3 separate regions of the Mus musculus genome follow, and regions 2 and 3 are each linked to region 1. The links are chromatin contacts, called in public promoter capture Hi-C maps. All regions are on one chromosome and are shown on one strand. The core of a region is the stretch at or near the end of the contact, and the rest is flanking DNA. Distances in the headings are between cores, read along the strand shown. Region 1 holds the start of Epha7 (Eph receptor A7). Region 2 has its middle 100 kb from the start of Gm42264. Region 3 has its middle 270 kb from the start of Gm25173.

Evidence for each region. Promoter capture Hi-C pulls out the DNA fragments that hold promoters and counts their contacts.
Region 2: a contact with region 1 is called in a promoter capture Hi-C map of hippocampal neurons, with 52 times the contacts expected there. The contact joins the enhancer-like site here to the promoter of Epha7 in region 1. A contact is called at or near these places in 12 of 39 promoter capture datasets (the 3T3-L1 cell line, the HPC-7 cell line, HPC-7-derived erythroid cells and 8 more), 35 of 484 Hi-C or Micro-C datasets (the AML12 cell line, brain, cardiomyocytes and 19 more) and 9 of 115 datasets of contacts at active chromatin or transcription factors (SST interneurons, astrocytes, embryonic forebrain and 6 more).
Region 3: a contact with region 1 is called in a promoter capture Hi-C map of hippocampal neurons, with 3 times the contacts expected there. The contact joins the enhancer-like site here to the promoter of Epha7 in region 1. A contact is called at or near these places in 2 of 39 promoter capture datasets (cranial neural crest and hippocampal neurons), 3 of 484 Hi-C or Micro-C datasets (cerebellar granule neurons and cerebellum) and 1 of 115 datasets of contacts at active chromatin or transcription factors (astrocytes).

Annotation. Positions count from the first base shown.
Region 1 is chr4:28,810,878-28,814,960 of GRCm38.p6, reverse strand. Epha7 (Eph receptor A7) reads right to left here and starts at 1,830. Exons shown (of 17, transcript NM_010141.4): 1 at 1,481-1,830. The coding sequence starts at 1,577.
Region 2 is chr4:26,928,078-26,932,160 of GRCm38.p6, reverse strand. No RefSeq gene overlaps it. Among named protein-coding and RNA genes, the nearest start is that of Gm42264, 100 kb to the right of the region's middle. Within about 2 kb of position 1,875, at least 5 of the 459 cell types and tissues checked have an H3K27ac peak or open chromatin away from gene starts, as enhancers often do. A contact at or near this core is called in hippocampal neurons, where this site is marked.
Region 3 is chr4:27,424,054-27,428,136 of GRCm38.p6, reverse strand. No RefSeq gene overlaps it. Among named protein-coding and RNA genes, the nearest start is that of Gm25173, 270 kb to the left of the region's middle. Within about 2 kb of position 2,041, at least 19 of the 459 cell types and tissues checked have an H3K27ac peak or open chromatin away from gene starts, as enhancers often do. A contact at or near this core is called in cerebellar granule neurons, cerebellum and hippocampal neurons, where this site is marked.

The DNA of each region.
Region 1 (4,083 bases), core at 581-3,080:
AACTCCTGCTGGAGTCTGCCAGAGCTCGCGCGCGCCGCTTCGCCGTGCGGGGCAAACTTTTCCTTAGATCCCGCTATTCCGGAGGAATCGGGACAAGGTGGCAGGGTGTCGGTTTCTGGTCACCAAAGTCAAGAGGCTTGAAATGTATGTTTGATGTGTGTGTGTGTGTGTGTGTGTGTGTGTGTGTGTGTGTGTGTATGTGTGTGTGTAGCAGATGCTGGTCCACCTGCAGACATAACCATCAGCTCAGAGGCACGTTTTTCTCTCAATGGATTCAGCGTCAACACAGACTGCAGATGTGCAAAGTGGGGCCAGAAGGTCAGGCTGTTCCAAAGTAGGGTACTGTACCGGGTTGGGGATGTTGAGTTAACGAAGAAGGGTGGACGAAGAGAATAAAGAAAAGCCGCGTGAAATCTTAAGTTTTAGGAATAAAAGAATCGAGGACCAGTATGCCCCCTCCCTTTAGTACTGCTATGACCTAAATCTAACAGATCTCTCGCCCTCCACACCCCCGAACAGGCTTCTAAAGTATCCAAGAAATCAACCTTAGAAACGCAAGCTTGTCAGATGAGGTACCGGTATTGTGACACTGCTTAGCAGCAAGACACTTCCTTTGACAGGATTTATTTTTCCCCAGCTCCAACTACAGGCACCAAAAGGTATTTTACCTTTTGCCAATGGTTCAAAGGAGACGCAGGGAAAAATACCCACGTACAGGCGTATCCTGTGGTCAAAAGAAGCCTCCCCTCGCGTACCAGAACTCGTCCCCAGAGGCCAGGACTGGCTACTTGGACTCCCGGAGTACCGGACCTGGGCCAAGTGACGGGAGACTTCTCACTCGGTGGCCTCTCCGTGCAAACTGCCGGCTGCGGCCAGTCCTCCCGGCGGCGGGTCGAGCCCGAGCCCCGCGCGCTGCCTCCCCTCGCGGCCGCATTGTTTCGAGCGGCAGCCGAGCGCCCACCGCAGGCCCGCGCCGCTGCCGCCGCCGCCGCCGCCGCCGCCGCAGTGAGCGAGTCGGCGGGAGCCCGAGCGCTCGCAGCCACGGAAGTCTCGGCTCCTCCGGGGAGGCTGGGGGCGACGCGGAGCTCCACTCCCCAGGTTTCGAACCAACTCTCACTGTGGCGTCCACGGCAGGCCGACCGCAAGAGAAGGAGCAAACGCGGCGGTTGGAGCTGAAGACCCGAGATGCCGGATGCAAAGGAGCTCGCTCGCCCTTCAGCCTCGCCACCATGGCCCCCCGAGCTGCCCGGCTGCAGAGCGCGCGCCAGTCCCCGGCCACCCCTTGGAGCTCCGGGGCCCCGACTAGTCCCGGCCGGTCGCCTCTGGTCGATTGGAACTGAGGGCGGGGAGGGGGCGGGGGGTCGAGGGAGGGTCGCCCGGCGCCGGAGGCGCGGCGGCCAGCGCCGCGGACCCGTCGGCTCGTGCAGGTAGACAGCGAAATAAATAAGTCAGAACAAACTTTGCTTTCCTCTGGCCTTACCTTCCTTCGCAGCCTGCGCCTCCCCCGTGTGTGCAAAGCCAAGCAGCCAGATGTAACACAAAATAATCCACGAAGGGAACCGAGTTTGAACAACCATGGTGCATGAGCAGGTTTGATTTTTTTAGGCTGCAGTTGGGTCGCAGCTCTTTAGATGCTGTTTGCTCCGAAGTGGGTTATTATTGTTGTTATTATTGCGCTCCTCGCATCGATCCCCTTCTGGGTCCCAGGCCGTCTGCTCCACGCTTAGCTGTTTGATTTCTCTCTCCCCCCTCCGGTTCGTTCGCACCGTGTTTGCTGCCTGCAAGTCTCCGACTGCAGACCGGCCGCTTGCTCCACACTCCAATAATATCAATTAGGGGGGAGGAGGCGGGGCTACGAACCCAGAGCCTCCGCCACTCCGACTGAGTGGCAGCCGCAGCCCGCCTGCTAGGCGGCGATTCCCACGGCCGGGGGGCGGGTCCCTACGAAGTGGCCGCCTCTACCTTGGAGGCGGGGTCCTGAGCAGGAGCCAATCAACGCCGAGCGGAGTCGGGTTGCGAGTCCAGGATTCCCTCCCAGATCGGTTGCCGGGAAAGCGGGGACGAGCCGCGTTAGGCCAGCGGCGTGCAGTCGGGAGCACTTGGCTTTTAGCTACTGCAGCTTCACTGAGCTGAATAAACCCGAGAATAACTCTCCCGTCTTACACTCCTGTATATAGCAGTGCTGCTCAACGTCTTCTAGACGGCATAGGCGAAACAAGCCTTCCCTCAACTACCAATCACCGACCCCGACCCGGACAGTGAAACTGAGCTATGCTTTTAGAACGCCTTTTACTTTTTTGTTAGCAGCCTCAGCAGGTCGGATAACTTTGGTTTTCTGCCTTTTTTCTTTCTTTCTTTTCTTTTCCTCTCTTTTGTTTTCAAAAGTTTGAACTTCTGTTCTGTAACTCGAGAGGCATGTTTAACTACTACTCCCCTATCTCTGGAAAAATAAAATTAATCAAAAGTGCCCCCCGCCCCCCAAAAGAAAACCTTTCAATGTTTGCCTGAGTTCACAACAACCTATGACAAAAGAAACAGGGAAAGTGGGGCTGGAGAAAGGAAGTCTTTTGTTTTATGCTCGCCTCTTCTCTCCTTCTATCTTCAGTTTCTTCTCAGGCAAAATAGGACCTTAGAAAACGTTTCTTGTCGTTTTTACTTACATGCTTCTCATTTTCTGGGGTCTTTCATAGGTTGCTCTACTTGAATTGTTTCCCATTTCGCTGTGTAAATAACATTCAGTTCTAAAGAAAGCCGCCAGGTACTAAATTCACATAGCCATTCCTTCTACTTGGGCAAACATTTACTATTTTCTGTAGTTAGTCCATAATTATTCTGTAATTATCTTTCTAAAAAAAGCTAAGACTAAAAATGTAACCAACATTTCCACTTGAATTCACCCAATCCTAGCTACAAGAAAAAAGTGTGTGGAGAAATCTGTTTTCCATTAGGCAGTTTTGCACACTTTGCAAGCAAGAGGTGGTTGACATTGTAAAATGAAAATCTTAAAAATGTAATGGCCAAATCATCTATGTCAAGGGTCACACTGAGTAGATAAGTACGTCATATTTTAAGATGGATTTTCCTTTTATTGTTCTATATTTTTAAAGAAAAGGAAAGAAAAATAAACACTCATTGATGATCAGCCTTTATTTCTGATGGACAAAAAGTTCAACCTCGGACTTCCTGGTTGACCTCTGGAAATGTGTGCTGGTTTCTCTCTGATATGTACAGGAGGGATAGTGTAGATAAAAAGAGATTACAGCCCCCAGATTCTTTTCTATTTTTACGGTTTTCTTCTGTTGTTTAACTTGCCTAATATAATTATACCAAAGAAAGAAATGAAGTTTTCCTTCTTTTCCAATCACGTCGCTTCTGTAGTTTATGTATTAAATTTTACGTATTGCTAGACATTAGGTCTATTGAATATTTTAGAAATTATGCTTAAAAGTCTCTTAAGTGCCCTTTAAAGATGCATAAGAAATGGAAAAGGCTTCATAGATTAATCTTGGAAGGAGACAAAACAATATAGGCAAAGCACACTGGTTACAGAGAACACGAAGCCTTATTAACCCAAACAGATGCAATCAGGGTAAAAGTTGGAAGCTCAAAGTCAGAATTAAAAATATAAATCACTCTTTAAGCTTTAAAAACTCACAAAATCACAAGATGATATGTATTAAACAATTTCTAATCGTCAAAATAAATTTTCCAAGGTTTCGACATTTTCTCTGAGGTCTCAACATCCTAGATTGCCACCAAGATAGCTTCAACGGTTTAAAATACCCCTTTCATCTACTGAAGGACTCCTACTTGGTGATAGGAATACAAATACTTCCCCCATTTAACCAGGAGGCTTCAGAGAATGTACTGTTTCTTCCCCTGAGGAGGGTAAGTAGTGTGGAGACTCCTGCTAGTGTGTGCTACTTCTCCCATCAGACACAGGCACAATTAGAGCCACACCCTTTTTATTTATTTATTTATTTAAGATGTAAGTTCCAAATTAGCTGCTCTTGTGCTGGGCTGCTGACATTCCCCCTTCTGAGCAATACAAAGATGTTCATGTCTGGGATCACCAACCTTCTT
Region 2 (4,083 bases), core at 626-3,125, 1.9 Mb after region 1:
AAATAAATGTAACTATACATGAAAATATTTGTATTATTTAAAACTAAAGCTAAGATAGAACAATAACCATTTAGTAACTTTTTTTTTACTTTTCTTACTAAAATGATTAAATTATAGTATAAGAATTTTTATATTAACTCTGTTAAGGCTTATTCACATAAGATAATTAAATAACTTTTGATTTTGAATTGAAATTTGTATGTGTTTCCTAGCGATAGCCTTGTTTTTCAGAAATCAATTTACCATCCCCTTAAAGCTCATAGTAACATTTGCATTTGAAAGACTAAGCTGATTTCATATGATTTTAACATTTGTATGAATTAGAATGGTTATTTTAAAACATATTAAAGAAAAATAATGTTATTTTTACTATTTTTACTACATAATTCTTTTTTCCTTAATGCTGTGATAAAGATATTTAAATCTAGTTAGAATATTCTTTTAAAATTGCATTTATTATCTACTATTACAAAGACAACTTTTCTTGCTCATAATTTGACAGACGTATTATTACAAGCTAATAGCATAAGAGACATATTTAACATTTACTTAGTTATTTAAATTTGCAAAATTGCCATAAAACATATTATTAAATTTTTGCCATTTAAAAATGATAATATTTAACTTGAAAAAAATATTAAAACTGGAGTAAAATTTACATCTGTGAAGATATAATTGAATAGTAGTGGTCTTCTGAGTTTGAAATCAGGAAAATGTGGTTACAATATCCAATATAGAAAATCTAGTCTGAGATTAATTTTTGAAAACCTTCTGAAGCATATTATTAAGAGAAACCAGAGAATACATCTATAATTGAACTATAAGTAACAATTAGAAATGAATAAAGCATACTATCATAAAACTCAAATCTGATTCGAAGATGAGTGCTGTACAGGGAAAATCAGACAGGTTTCAGGAATTGAGAAGAGTCGTAAGGGTTGAGATTTCAACAGACAATATAGCCTTTGCCTTATATTGATGACTGCACTGCCTGTGTTGCTACGGGTGGTAAGAGCAATAATGAAATGAGCAAGATTCATTTTAACATTTAAAATTAAGATTACAGTTTTTTTCTTGAGGAAAAACTTTACTGCCATTTAAGATGAACATTTTGTGCATCATCCATCTTTGCCTCACTAGAAAGTAATCTGAGTTTTGGATATGGTTACTAAGGTGAAAGAATTATGCAGCTTCGTCATTTTACGTTTACTTCCTCTAACTTTTTTTTTTTTATTTTACCTTTGTTCTTGATTTAGATACAGGTTAACAATGACAACAACAAAATCATTAACATCTTGAAATGTTGTAATTAGAACCAATTATAACTTCATTGACCGGTCGAGGCTCACTGGCACAGCTCACCCAGTTAAAAACATTCATTTTGTTTTATACTTATCTTTGATTGGAGGTGCTTATTATTCAGCACATGTGCATGAACTATTCAATTAACCATCTTTCTTAAGACAGCGGGAGCTTAGTCGATTCCTCTCTTTCAGGTCTAGTTTATGTAATTATTTTTAGAACACAGCTGTACTTCAAAACGAAGAATTTAATTTGTCAAACTACTAGTTTCTTAACTATGATCTAAAGTGGGTTCTGTGTCAGTAAAGACATTAAAAAATGTATATTTTTGCGTCCTTTGCTCACCGTGAAATCATATAGATGACAATCCTGGCCCTGGAGAGGAAAGTGTTTTCAGATCAGTTCAGTTCTTGACATAAACAACTCAATCTCAATGTAACTTCCAATAGTTAACAAAGGATCCTCTTTGAGCTTTGGTTAGAAATGTGATACAGTAACCTAGAATTACCTTACATCAAAGTCTAGGGACTTCCAGTGGCAAACTGTTCATTGCTTGGAAGGTTGTCTACTCCCATCTAGTGGTTATATTATTACACATTCTTTCAAAAAGCGAACCCTGTGAATGGTTTGTCTGTATGAAGGCAAATACAACTGCTGTTTTATTGCCAGAATTAAATAATTAATGCAGTTAACAACATCTGCATAGATTAAGTAATTCAGGCTCATGGGTTTTGTTGATAGCAGTAATTTTAGAAAGTAGCATAAAATGGTTTTAGTCTGATTTATGGAGCGTAGCCCATGCTGCCAGAGCCACATGGAGCTCATTGACGGAAAAACTCCCAGGATCACTCCAGAGAATTGCCACAGTTCTACAGTCAACAATTTCTTATGAATATTTTATAAAAATGTCTATGTATAAAGCGGAAAAAGTTCAAGCGACGAAGTTCTGTGTGTACAGTCATAAAATAGATGACTGATCTTAGGAAATACTCACAGAAAATTACGATTATCAGTATTCAATATAAGATGCACTTAACACTTATATAATATGATCTGTTTTTTTTTCTTTCATCAAAATGAAGACTAGAAAACATTTGTTATACTGGTGATATCTGCTCTACAAAAACTAAAATAGAATATGAACCGAAGAATAATATTGCACTCTTCATTTTAATCAATGTAAGATTAAACAAGAGTGCTTGTGCTCAGGGGTGTGTGTGTGTGAGTGTGTGTGTGTGTGTGTGTGTGTGTGTGTGAGAAAGAGAGAGAGAGAGAGAGAGAGAGCTCATGCTAACACAGCAAAATATTTTGTAGATGTAGTATATTCTAACATATTGGGTTCAGTAGCTTTCAGCTCCCTGAAATTTTAAGACACCCAAAGACAAAAAAAAAAAAAAAAAGAAAGAAAGAAACAATGCTGGCACGTAAACGTGGCTTAGGGGATTTTCTGGAATGGGGAAATACTCCATTTTCAATTGAACAGACCGGATAAATTTCTACAGGGTTTCTGAAGTTTCTATTCAGTAGCTACACTCTCCATGATCAATGCGCATACAGAGGCAATGACTGTGTATACTGTGGCCTCACTAATGCAGAACAGATCTTGTCCTATTAAACATATTAAACGACTTTATACAAATGCATGTTTGATCTTTGCAAAAAAAGTATCATGGAGGGAGACAAAGCAAAACCAAAAATAATAAATGAATAAATAAATAAATAAATAAATAAATAAATAGAGATAGTGCATGATAAGAAAGCTCAATGATCAGGAGTTGGTTCAGCAATTTAAAGGTTTTATTCTGAGGTTTCACAAAGTAAAGATGCTTATGTAAAGGGCTAGAAAGTCATGGCTCAAGAAATGAACATGCTAAAATCAGAGAAAATTGGGTGTGTTTAAAGAATAGCTAGGTTATTACTCTCCCAGAAACAGTCAGACCTTGGAGAAAATGGCAAGACGGTGGGTAGCACACATAAAGCTTGTTCAGCGAAGCCAAATTAAGGTAGAGACCGGACAAATCCAGTGTTTCCAGAAACACAGACCTGGAAAAAAAGTGTACATATCTTTGAAAAATAAAAAAGAAAGAATGTTTGAAAAGTGCTTACTTACTTAAAATCTGTGAGAATTTCAAGCCAATAGTGAATTGATCAGTATTAGCAGAAAAAATGTGTAAAATTTTAATCAATATTAGCAACTAATGAATGTAAGAGTCTACACTGGACATATGAATATTTACATAAAATTTACAAAGAAAAGCAATTCATAAAGAATGCACATGTTAAGAAATAAATATTAGGTGCAATGTGCAAAGATTTTTAAGTTTTGAAAATACCTCATAAATTGTGAAGCAAATATTTAAAAAAGTTTTAAGTTTTCAGGTTCTGTAGGCTGCCTAAATAGTTGATTTATATATTTTTTTCTTTAACATAAAGTGTATTGTTTAGCTTTTATTATAGCTGTCAATCAGCAAACCTGAAATGAAGGTCAGAAATTGAGATAATCAAAAGCTCATTGAGAATAATTAGGTTTCAAGACAATGAAATTTTCTTAAATATTTGTATCACTAATAGCAATAACACCTAGCAGTGCAGCTAAAATGAACATGTAATACACTTGTCAAATGTGAACAAATATATTCATTGCTCTTGCTGTTTTAGAATGCCCTGCTGGTTAATGTAGTGTTTTTGGTGCCTTGTGAATTCCGGCTACATAGAGAAATCTGAATAACATATTGATGGCCAATAAATGATAAAATGATATAGATAAAATATTTTAGTTTT
Region 3 (4,083 bases), core at 792-3,291, 1.4 Mb after region 1:
GAGGGATGGATTCATGAGTTTGTAGGTGGACAGGTGCATCAGTAATCCCTAAACCTGAAAATCAGAGAGGAAAACATTGTGAAAGCCATCACCCTTATGGACATAACCTGAATCATTATCTAAAAATGATTAATAAAGTAATTTTATTGCATCATATTTTTAACTAGAATCATAGACATACAAGGTAAAAGAAGATATATTTGAAGAATAAATAAAGATTACTACAATTAATATGCAACTCAAACCCACAGTTTCAAATCCAAGAAACAAAAAGACAAAGCAGAAGATTGTGCCTCAAGGAAGACAAGTTTATTCAGAAAAAAAAAATCAGGCTTTTTGTGGGGACCCTACTGAAATAGAAATTATTAAAAGCTAAAGTATAACAACCTCTAAAATTGGAAATGATGCAGCTTCATATGAATGTAATAAATTAATATAAGTACTAGAATTCCCTAAAGCTAAGAGGATCATGTGTTTAGTACATAGAAGGTCCGTAACTTAGTTCTTGGAGTATTTAATTGCAGATGAAGTCAAGGTCTAATACCAATGAGCCTGAAGGGCCTAGTGGGAATAGAAAAAGGGACTCCACGTAGTTATTTTTATAATGGGAGAACAGCCCTAAAAAAAAAAAAATACACAATTCAGGTATTACCAGCTGATGCATAAAATCAGAAAGTCTGGATTTTAGTACAAATTATATCATGGAAAATTTCCAGGAAAATATATATCCAGGAAAATATATATCAGAAAAAAACTAATCTAAACTGTGGCAAATGTTAAAGTACAAACAATAAAGTTTAAGCATTAAAAGTATATTTTATAAGATCTCAAAAAGAAAACAAAACTACTGTGGGATTAGAATGTATGGGATCGAGCAAACATATATTAGAAAAAAAATTAGACACTAGGAGAAAATATTCATACATCTACTATCTCTTTAGTATACAAAGATAATCTGAATGAAAATAAGATCAGCTCACAGTGGAATAATTTTGGATATTTCAGTATACCTGCATTTAATTCCTCAAGGAAGGTCAAAAATATGTGAGAAAATGATATCTGAATATTCTCATATGTGAATTCCAAAGACACAATATTTTTGTGAGCACACAAAGAATGAGTAATAGAAAAAGGAAGGATTTACAGAAAGGATCAAACTGAGTGAGTAGGAAGAATCTCAACCCCTCAAAAAGCTAGCATTTCAGTCAATATGAAGGTGAACTGCACATGAATCAGCTTAAAATTTCATAAAGAAAGAAAGTATAGGAAAAAATAAGAAGAAAATATCCACAGGCTGAGATTTCACAAGTGTTCTTGCATTGAAACAAAAATTAAACTGAAAGTGAACAAGTTAAAGTATAAAATGTGTTTTATATATATTGTATAAAATGTGTTAAGAATATTGTGTAAATAGGATTAAGCTCATTTATTAAATGAGCCCTTAATAAAGCATTGTAAAAGAAAACAAATGAGCACATTCATACCTAATAAAAAACCTGTCATAACTCCTAGTAGGGTAAACAGTTCCAGTGCCAGGAGGACTGGGAGGCGTGGGCAATGTAGTAAGTTTCCCAACTTTTGTGACAAGGCAGCTCACTGCTGTTCCCTTATAGATAATGTATAGGCAGAGGGAAAATACATAATGCTTCTTGGACCCTTCAATGCAATGGGCAAACCATCACCCTCAGCTCTGGGAGGTGCCCTCATAACAATGCCCGGAGAGAGACGTAAAATAGATATTTTAAAGACTGGCATAGCGGGTAAGTGAAACAGCAGGAAATGGAAAATCTCCTAAGACAGTCTTACAAGCACTTCATACCGGACTCTCCAGAGCCTTCAACTGATCCATATTTCTGTCCTAAAATGCTGAGACTGTAATGCGTTCAGATCAGCAGGGAGGTGGTTACAACAGTCCAATTTCAGTTTCATCCTATCCCCTTTAATTCTTCACCTCACTTAGTCTGACGATCCTCAGCTACAGAGCTGGAAGGAGCTGCGTTTTGAGGGCCCTCCTGTCTGCTGCGATGGAGCCCATGCATCCAAAACACCATCTGCCCTGGGCAGCTTTCCAAGCCTTGGCAGACCAGCTTACAACCAAACTTGGCATTATAGTTAGTTACCCTTGCTGCTTCTACGTCAGTAATAAATCCGCTTCATGTGACGTCTTACAGTTGATTCTCTGTTTCATCAGACTCAGAGAAACAGGAAAATGTATTGGTGAAGCTACTGGACAGAAGTGAGCTCATCTGTGAGCATTGGCTCCAACAGCCTCTCTTCCTCAACCTGAATCTCTGAGGAATAAGTATCTCTTATTCTACCAGAAGGGAAAAAAAAAAAAAAACAGCATTCATTCCAGTCCTGGAGATGTCTCCATTAAGAGGCCTTATTTCTTACGGGAGGAGGGTAGACTGAGGCATACCCCTGCTGAGTGTTGTTCTCCTCTGATGTAGGAGTGAGTTTGGGGAGACTGCAACCAGAGATTGGGCTTGCCAATTTCATTTCCTCTTGTTAAGTTTAAATTCGCATTATTTTAGTGTTTCTGTATTTGTTTTATGTTGTTGTTGTTGCTGCTGCTGAACTCTTGGAATCTACTTAGTGATGACAATATGTACACAGATGTTGGGTCATCCACTGGGAAATGGGCAACTTATCAATCGTCACTCAAAATGTAAAGTTGCCATACTTTACCTAGAAGCCTTCAACTCTATACCGCCTTTCAAGCGCTGGCCATCTCAAGTCTCTGTCTCCGTCTCCATCTCCGTGTCTCCACCTCCGCGTCTCCTTCTCTGTGTCTCCTTCTCCGTGTCTCCGTGTCTCCGTGTCTCCGTGTCTCCGTGTCTCCGTGTCTCCGTGCCTCCGTGCCTCCGTGTCTCCCCGCTCCCCCTCCCCTCGCCCTTCCCCTCTCCCTCTCCCTCTCCCTCTCTTCACTCTCATCTACCAGTGATTTTTAACTGGCTTAATCTTGTGCAGGTCTTGTTTGGCCAACACAGCTGCTATGAGTTGATTATGCAGTCATGCTATTTGCAGGTGAAAGCACATTTATATTTTCAGGCTCTTGAATTCTTTCTTCCCTCATTTCGATGTTTCTTCCTTGAGGCAGAACTGACAGGTTGATAAAAAAGCAGTCTAGAGTTGAGCACTCTCGGAAATGTGAACTCCTTTGAATCTATGATTCAACACTACCCACACCAGGACACAACACTACAGAGAAAAACTATCTATTAACATTGAATGACAAATGAAAAAGTTCATGAAATATATACATATACATGCACATACATATATGTGTGTGTATATACATACATATATGTATATATATATATATATATGGTGCATGTGTGTGTGTGTGTGCCACTAAATACATGAATAAACCCCATTCAGTCAGTATAATGTTGCTTTTATGTGTTATCAGGCTGAACATTTGGTATTGGATAACTAGTTGTTGAAAAACCTAAAACAATTAGATAGGACAAATAAAACCCCTTCTATATAGAAGAGCAGAAACCAAAATTTCACTGCGTTTCACAATAGAAATAATTTGCCCTGCCACAGTGCAGCAGCTTCAAAAGTGAAGTTCCTAAAATTAAAATTTCATATCTTACAACACCATCCTTCAAAAGAGAAGACAAAGACTTCTGCAGGAAAGTTATGAATGAGAAAAAAAAATATTAGTTCTATGCCTCTGCAACAATGGCAACGTTGCCATAGAGGAAATTTGAAAAATTCATAGAGAAAAACTATAGTTTATAATTCTATTTTTTCTTTTATCTATCACTCACTATGTAAAAGAAATATTATTAAGCCCTAGATCATTATAAGATGAAATAAACAGTACCTTCAACACAATATGGTGATTACGCGCACACACACACACACACACACACACACGGATAAATTTTTTAAAAACTCAAAAATATTGAAAACATATAATTTGGATGTGAAAGATATTACAGTATCAAACTATCTATGAAAATCATATACAGCAGGAGAGTGTGTTGCGGGAAATATTAAAAATGAATGGCAGGATTCCCACAGTACTGCCAGCCACTCTTTGCCCAGATTCAGTCCTGCAGGCTGTCTCTA